Regions from separate parts of the Drosophila melanogaster genome. Here region 1 is linked to region 2. A link is a contact called in public Hi-C data. All regions are on one chromosome and are shown on one strand. Each heading gives the region's core, a stretch centred on a gene start, on an enhancer-like site or on the middle of the called end of the contact. The rest is flanking DNA. Distances are from core to core; before and after follow the strand shown.

Region 1 (4,683 bases), core at 902-3,401, 86 kb after region 2:
TGGAATTATAATCCAAGTTGAAGAGTTTTCACGAATTTATTTTGGGAGATGTTTCGAGCACTGGACTATAAAATTTAACTTATTTTCCACTCGAAGGTTCTTTTTTTTTCGGATACTTTTGTATCCTACCGACTGCGCCAGTAAAATTGTTGTTTTATTTATGAGTCGAACTAATGTCCCGTCAGTTGACTAAGGACAACGCCAAGAAATAAAAAATAGTTTTAGGAGAAATAGTTTCACGACTTTATTCTTTGGATCTCAGCTTAAGACTAAAAATCAAATGCAAATTGGATTGAGGAGAAGCCTCAGTATTTGAACAATATTTGTATTTCGGGAGAGCCTCGCTCTTGGGTTCTTAAGATTAGGTAGCGTTGAAAGAGGGCAGTCAAATCTGCTTAGGTCAGGCTTTAGGATGTTTACAAGAACGGCTGCGCTGCCAAAGATAAACGAATGCTGCGCAGCTGGGATACGTTATGGAAAATTACTAGAGTGCATTACTGATTTCTTTGAAATAATGGAAGTGGCTGGTTTGGACCACCCAAATACGTCACTATATATATATATATAATTTTTATAATTATAATATATAATATTATAATTTTTAATAAATGAACTGCAAGCTAAGGGCTTTATTTCCTGCGACTGAACTTAAGTGGTTATTATAAGTTTATTAAGTGGTTATATATCTTTGGGAAAAATATTTCAGATATTTTTAAATTTGTGACTTCGTGTTTGGAAGTAGCCTGGTTGTCTAGTGTCGCGCCACTAACCAAATAACCTATTTACCTTTTTACTGAAATTCCCACATCTTATTGCACTTCGCTTGAATCTACACCAAATTTCCATTATCTTGATTTTTTGAATTTTCTACGTTAGCTTTGAACCGAAAATGGTGGTTACTCGCAGTGCAGCTACGAAGAAGCAGAACCAAGTGCTGACCTTATCTGACCAGAACATCCTAGCAGAATCTTCGAGGACCAAAGGACCTCCTGTGCCCAAGAAGAATGTTAAGAAATTGCCGACTGCACGTCAGTGTGTCAAGGTGGCTGCAAATCTTCTAGACGCACAAGAACCTAACGAAAATGAAGTAAGAAATATCCAAAGATATATAAATATTTGTTCAAACATTACAAAATATAAAATATTTAGAACACAGGAACCCAAAGGAAGGATGGAAAGCAACTGGATTCCAAATTGAGTTCCACAGTCCAAAATACAGAAGCAGCGAGGTCCAAAGAAACTCCTGCACCCAAGAAGAATGTTAAGAAACTGCAGGCTGCACTTCCGTGCGCCGACGCGGCTGCAAATCTTTTGGAGGAACAAGCATCTAATGAAATGAATGAAGAAGGACCTCCTGTGCCCAAGAAAAATGTGAAGAAACTTCCGGCTGCACGTCAGTGTGTCAAGGTGGCTGCAAATCTTCTAGACGCACAAGAATCTATCGAAAATGAAGTAAGAAATATCCAAAGATATAAAAATATTTGTTCAAACATTACAAAATATAAAATATTTAGAAAACAGGAACAAAAAGGAAGGATGGGAAGCAACTGCAGGCACAAAATTCGAATGAAAATGAAGTAAGAAATATCAAAAGATATGCATATATTAAAATATTATAAAATATATAATATATTTAGAAAACAAGCACATTAAAGAAGGATAAAAAACTACTGGCTTCCAAAACTCCAGAAGCAGCGACAAACGATAATGTAAAATGAAGATACAGATACTAATAATATTAGTATTTATAAAATTCCAATTTTAGGCAAATCCAAATATGAAACCAAGCCTAAAGAAGTCGACAAGGGAGCACAAGTCCAAAAAGTGTAATGACATTCAAAAAGCTGGAAAAGATCACATCGAACATCAAGCCGAATAATTTGTATCACGTTGCGTTAATTGTTTTTGTTTTTAAAGTTCAAAATTGATTTTAGTTGCTTTTATAAGCAAAAATATAAATATAAATAATTAAGAATACCTAATAACAAAGAATGCCGAACAGTGAGGTTACCTTTTAAAAAGCCGTTACACGCAGGGTTCGTTTCCCGGCTAAATGGTTACCCGAGCTCCCAACCTGCCACTGGTTGCGGTGCCGTGTATTGTCAACGTTTTCCAAAAACGGAGGTACGGTCACTCCAGTCTCGGGCGCTCTCATTTTTCGTTCGAATTCTGACCGGGCGGGTTTATTTTATCATTGCTCCGCGACTTCGAATACGAGACCGGTGTTGTGCGCTCCTGATAACTGCGATATATTGAGCGCGAGCGCCATGTCCTTTTGCTGGAAGTAGAATTTGAAAAGTGCAGAGATCACGGCTTGGATTGCCAAGGAACAACGGTGTTGAGACTGAATATATTTTTTGTGCGCTGTTTCGAAATAGAACCGTTAATTGGAATTGGCAGTAAGAAGCAGAGAGGCGGACGATATTCCGGTGAAATCTTCGCCAGGCGGAAACATCGATCAAAACAAAGTGCATGCTAAAAACATAAAAGATTCAACATGTTCGAACTAGAGGATTATTCGAGCGGCATACATGAGGGATTCTTCAGCAAATATGCGGTGAGTTGAAACAAAAAAGGCGAGCTAAGCGAGAATAATAACTTTTCGCGAACATTTCGCCGGCCGGCCACACGCACCCATACACTCGCATGTGCCGAGACACAGACAGGCGCAATTTTTGAATTTAACGTTCGGTCTCCACGTTCCCCACACCCCAACTGTTCCCATACCGACATGAAGAGCAAAACCCACCACCAAGAACAGTTTGGCGGCGAAACTTTGGTTCCACTCGCCATCTCGCTCGCCCCTGCGGCCAAATATTCCCCGCCTCGCTCGCTCCAAAGCTGTGTTGTTGACTCGCCAATTCGCCCTCGCCGCGTTTAACGTTTGTGTGTGTGTGTGTCTGTGTTTACATTTGATCGTTAAACTTTGAAAAATTTCTTTTTCGCCCAAAAAATTGATGATTAATTACAACCGGAACAGCGGAGCGCCGATAAAAAATAATGGAAGTATAGTACCATTGCGTTTGAGGAAGTCTGCTGTTTATTTTGGGGGTTACTAACTCGGCTAGCCGCAGAATTCACCTCTGTTAAGCGACTGTTATTTGCACTTAATTGTGGACATCAATTCACTTTTCACGGGAGGGGATTGCCTGTATTATTCTACTTGTATTATTAAGACACTTGGAGTATTTTACTTTGGCGCACACAGCACAAGTCTTTCTTTTGTTGTAGCCATTCGCAATTATTTGGCTTATTTATTTTCTGTCACACACAGCGGCGGATGAAACAATAGCACACCTTATAATATATTATTTCTTGCAATTTATAAGGTTTAAGAATTTCTTATCTTCATTTTCAAAGAGTAACTCTATAATATAACACAGTATGAGAGGAGAAGGTACCAAAGATTTTTTTTTAACTAAAAGGATTATTTCTTCGGCATAAATTTACTTGTATAATGTTAGAGAGTTTCTCTGGTCGAGTATTCACTGTAGAGTTACGTTATCACATTCTACAGTTTAGCACAGGTTAATAAATTTGCAGTCCTATTTCCTTGGCCGCCAATATGCGCTGAGTACTTTAGTGTGTTTCTCCGCCGGTTCGCTGAGTTTTTCGTCTGGTGGCCTCTTCTTCGGCTTTTGCGTTTTAAACTTTTTGAAGGCCAAGCGTTCACCTCGAATCTCTCGGTTTTCATCTGTTTTAGTCACAGTCCAACCAAGTGGCTAATGATTTTGGGCCAGAAAGTGGGGGTATGGCTTTGAAGTTTGGGCTAAACTGACCGCCTAAATTGTCAGTCCGTCAGAGGAACTGACCTCCAGCAAAGTTTGCACATTTTCAATAGAAAATCAAACGAACGGACTTGGGAAAACACGTGCGCCTGTTACTTGCAACATGCAAAACTCCACACACGCACGCACGCACAATCTACAAGTGTTGCGAATTCCCAGTAAGCGTGTGCGTGTGCGAAGGGGAACAAAGAAAAGCAAACAAAATAAATCGTTTCATCTTGTACGCTTGTGTAAGTGCGAGAACAAAAGAAAACCAAAAAGCAACAGTCGACAATAATTCCCACATCAAAAGCTTTTCTCCCACCTTCTCCATCTCTTTCGCACTGTTCTCTTTCGTCTCCGAGGTTTCGGCAACCTTTGTTGCAGCAACATGGCAGCAAAGAAAGAAATTAGTGAAACAAAAATCAAAGCAAAAAGCCAACAAAGAACAACTTCAAAGTTCAACGCGCTTTCCACTGGGGCCTTTCAAATGGGGCGATTTCAGTGGGTGGCGGCACACCTACCCCAAAATGCGCAGTAGGTGGGAAAGAGATGGGCGCACAAGGATTGTGGGAGGACTGCCACTTGTCTGCATTTCGCTCTGCTGCCGAATATGAGCGCCCAGCTGTATGCCGCATAGATTTTCTCACGGCCCCAGCGCACACACACCCATACACATATTGGTACAAACACTAGTCTGGGGGCAGTTGCTATTACCCATATAAAACTTCAGAGCGCCTAAATCGTGTAATACCAAAAAGATACTTGAAACTATGCAAAGTAAGATATAGACTAATTTAAATACAACTTATTATGTGTCCACATGTCATTTGCATTTTGAAGAAATGCATTGGCTTCTCTCCCTTTCTTCTTTCTATAAGAAAATGTAAATCTCCATGAAGCCAACTGTTTGTTT
Region 2 (4,224 bases), core at 966-3,465:
ACCAAGCAACATGCTTGGATTTCCAACTCGCACGGTCACACTGTAAACAACGGCTGCGGAAACAAAGTGTGCTTCTAATTTCCAATCAAAACGCCGGCAGAAAAACAAATTTTATCCACGGCAACGAAACAATAGTTTGTTTGATCGTTGCAACGCTTGACTTCACATTTCCTCTCCCTCGGGCGAAAAACAGCTGAAACCGGAAACGGATCAGAGTATTAGCATCAGGCAGGACACGGATTTAGAGGCGCCATGAAGATCGAGGAAGTCAAGAGCACCGTGCGCACCCAACGCATCGCAGCCCACAGCCATGTGAAGGGATTGGGCCTGGACGAGGTTGGAGCTGCCGTGCACAGTGCAGCCGGACTGGTGGGTCAGAAGGCGGCACGCGAGGCAGCCGGCATTGTGGTGGACCTCATCAAATCGAAAAAGATGGCCGGACGAGCGCTTCTGCTGGCTGGGCCACCAGGCACGGGCAAAACCGCCATTGCTCTGGCCATTGCCCAGGAGCTGGGTAACAAAGTGCCCTTCTGTCCCATGGTCGGATCGGAGGTATTCAGCAATGAGATCAAGAAGACCGAGGTGCTAATGGAGAATTTCCGGCGCTCCATTGGTCTGCGCATTCGTGAGACCAAAGAGGTGTACGAGGGCGAGGTTACGGAACTCACGCCCGTGGAAACCGAGAATCCTATGGGTGGCTATGGCAAGACTATCAGCAATGTCGTCATCGGCTTGAAAACAGCCAAGGGAACCAAGCAGCTCAAGCTGGATCCCAGCATCTTTGATGCCTTGCAAAAGGAAAAGGTGGAGGTGGGCGATGTCATCTACATAGAGGCCAACAGTGGTGCCGTAAAGCGTCAGGGTCGCAGTGACACCTTTGCCACTGAGTTTGATCTCGAAACCGAGGAGTATGTGCCGCTGCCCAAGGGCGATGTCCACAAGAAGAAGGAGGTTATCCAGGATGTTACTCTGCACGATCTGGATGTGGCCAATGCTCGTCCACAGGGCGGCCAGGATGTGCTCTCCATGATGGGCCAGCTTATGAAGCCGAAGAAAACTGAAATCACTGGTTAGTTGTGTAATTTTCTTCCCATTCAAATTTACTAAAATACCATTTGATGAGCAGACAAACTACGCATGGAGATCAACAAGGTGGTAAACAAGTACATTGACCAGGGCATAGCCGAGCTGGTTCCCGGAGTTCTCTTCATCGATGAAATTCACATGCTTGATTTGGAGACCTTCACCTACCTACACAAGTCCCTGGAATCTCCCATTGCACCAATTGTGATTTTTGCCACCAATCGTGGACGCTGTGTTATTCGGTTAGAAATACTTAGCTCGTAAAACCTATTCGCATTATTAATAAGAGTTACCTCTTTCCAGTGGCACCACCGACATAGTTTCGCCGCACGGAATTCCGCTAGATCTGCTCGATCGTTTGCTGATCATCCGCACACTACTCTACTCCACTGCCGACATGGAGCAGATAATCAAGTTGCGCGCCCAGACCGAGGGACTGCAGCTGGAGGAGAACGCATTTACACGTCTCAGCGAGATTGGAACCAGCTCCACGCTGCGCTACGCCGTCCAGCTGCTGACCCCGGCTCATCAGATGTGCAAGGTGAACGGACGCAACCAGATCAGCAAGGATGATATCGAGGATGTGCACTCGCTCTTCCTTGACGCCAAGCGCTCCTCGAAGCATTTGTCCGAAAAGAACAATAAGTTTATGTTGTAAGTTTGACGATTCAAGCTGAATTGTAATTCCATTTGCACGGATTTCCCAGTAAAAATCAAATAATAAGCAATTTAATTTATTGTAATGATGTGGTAATTTGAAAACATTCAAATGATCATTTCAATGGCGCTTCAAACATCGACAAGAAAAGTGTGTACACACTTCAACTGAAAGTAAATCGGAAATTTTTGGTTGGTGTCTTAGCTAGATTAGGGCGAATCGTGAATTTCTTTCAACGGTTTTTTTAATTGATACGTAGATAAGCATATTTAAACGAACTCGGAGGACTAACCATTTTCTTTTTATAATTCGGTTGTTTGATTGTAATTATTTTGTCTTTCGTTTTCCGCTTAATCTTCCATATTTGCTGCTTGTGATCGCAGCGATATGGCAACTTCCACTCGCGCCACCCTCATTTTCCCACCATGCGACATCAGCTGCTCGCGTTGTTTGGCCAAGAATTCCAATTGGTGGTGAGTTCAGTTACTCAACGAGCGTCGAGCTGCGCACTGCCCCAAAATAAATAGCCAGGGAGCTCCGCTGAAGTGCATGCAGTGAATAGTATATTTAACGATTCGATTCGCGGCGTGGGCGTCTTCTTCTTTTTCGGCCCGTTCCCCTCGCGTCTTGCATCTTGCCTCTCGCTCGCTCCAACAACGCCGGCAACTGCACTTGGCGTGCGTGTGTGTGTGTAAGTGTGAGTGCGTTTGTGGTTTTCCGAAAGAATGTGAAATCATAATAAAAGTCGCGATTTGTTGTTGCTATTCCGCGCAATTAGCCACTATTTAACGCACATGTGTGTGTTTCGAGCTTATTTGTGTGTGAACAAAGCCAGGCAACCCGTTTTGGCGGAAATAAATGCAATCCTGATGGCAGGATCAAGGTAAAATGGAAACATTTGGGATCTATTGCATGAATGAACCAATGTTGAAGAAGCAGCACAAGCAGCAGCAGCAACAACAACACAGCGGCAGCTAGGAGAGCGAAAGAGAGCGAAGGCAAACAAACGAAAATACAATAATAAAAAAGAAGGAAAAACAACAAAAGGTAAGTGCGTGTAATGCGTGTACGTGTGTGTGTGTGTATGGGTCTGGAGGCCGCACCTCCCAATCAGAAAATTAGTGCTGTGTGGGTGCGCGTCACACTTATTTGTACTTATTTTTTCCGGCTTTAACTGTTATTATTATTTAAGTAGCACGAACGAGAGAATTACATAATTTCGGTATTTTTTTTGTGTCTCTCTTTTGAGACTCCGAATAGAAAGCGAAAGTATTCTTATGGGAACACACTAGCGTGTGCGTGTGTGTTTGTTTTATTTATGAATGGTGATTATGAGACTTGATAATTAATTGCCAGCATGCGTTGTGATTTGATTTCTGTGCGTACACCAGTTGAGCGGCTGTCTGTCTCTTTTGCACCCACAGCTGGTCATAAATCAAATAAGAATTTCACGCCACACAAATGAAAAGCAACAAACAAAAGAGACGAAGCGATGAACTCCCTCGCGCTCTGATCAGAACGGGAAGAAGAAGCAGCCGCATTTGCAGCTGCGCCGAGCGATCATTTTCGCATACTTCTTTCTTAATTTGTTTTTGCCGAGCCATTTTTAATGTGAAAATCTTGCGGGCGAAAATTGGTCGCCGCAGTTGGCCAAAAACATAACGCATAAACAACACATTTTATGGGACGCCGGTGGCGGCGCACTTACACAAGAAGAAATTTATCAATTTAAATTAAAAGACTTTATTTTGGTATAAATCATATTCGTTAAGTATGTATAGTTAATATTAAGTATTTTATTATAATATCGTTGTAAAATGTGCTTACTTAAATATTTGCTTTCAAAAATTAATTTTTTTCCGTGGAGCGAATTCGCCCACCATCCAGTATCTCTTTCTCACTTATGCTCTCTCTCACTTACTCCTGCTCACGCGATCGTTGCCAAATTTCAATCCACGCCCGCTGTTTTTGGCCCTACACTGCGGAAGATCCGTTAACTGGTTCGAGTCTGATTGGCTTTTATGTAATTTAGTAACACAGTGGTGTTTCGATACGGTGAACGGAGTACAACAAAATGTATTATCATTTTATTAATACGAAACGTTTAGATATATGTACGTTTATTTTACTGTTACAGCAATTATATTTTACATTTGCAAACAATTATTTCCATAAAGTGCATAAACATCACCCTGTGAACAGCACAATATTTCAGTTCCGCCGCGTCTTATTTCAAAAATATTTTATGCCGGCCAAAAAGGCCAATACAAATACACACGCAAAATACAGCAGAAAAACGACTTGAGCGTGTCGGTGTTGACGTTAATGAACTACAACAACAATTATGTACGTTTTGTAGACGGCAGCAAACAGCCAACAAAACAACAACTATATTTCACCGCAGTTCCTTTGTTGTTTCTGCGCCTTTGCTTTTGGTAACGATTTATTTTTCTTTTTGGAACTGACTTTGGCTATAAGGCAAA

The links. Hi-C and Micro-C count contacts between places; a contact is called where the count stands out from the background.
Region 1: a Hi-C map of the Kc167 cell line shows a contact between it and region 2, with 5 times the contacts expected there. The contact joins the promoter of jumu here to the promoter of Nuak in region 2. A contact is called at or near these places in 22 of 107 Hi-C or Micro-C datasets (the D17-c3 cell line, the Kc167 cell line, the ML-DmBG3-c2 cell line and 8 more) and 3 of 6 datasets of contacts at active chromatin or transcription factors (the Kc167 cell line and the S2 cell line).

Annotation. Positions count from the first base shown.
Region 1 is chr3R:10,348,031-10,352,713 of dm6, forward strand. jumu (jumeau) reads left to right here and starts at 2,152. Exons shown (of 3, transcript NM_079578.3): 1 at 2,152-2,557. The coding sequence starts at 2,498. It overlaps CG31406, which reads left to right and starts at 731. Exons shown (of 5, transcript NM_169341.3): 1 at 731-1,087; 2 at 1,150-1,452; 3 at 1,515-1,577; 4 at 1,638-1,709; 5 at 1,766-1,980. The coding sequence starts at 890. The coding sequence ends at 1,879.
Region 2 is chr3R:10,262,091-10,266,314 of dm6, forward strand. It overlaps Nuak (Nuak family kinase), which reads left to right and starts at 2,216. Exons shown (of 14, transcript NM_001382102.1): 1 at 2,216-2,788. pont (pontin) reads left to right here and starts at 33. Exons shown (of 3, transcript NM_144351.4): 1 at 33-1,069; 2 at 1,127-1,325; 3 at 1,387-1,809. The coding sequence starts at 253. The coding sequence ends at 1,741.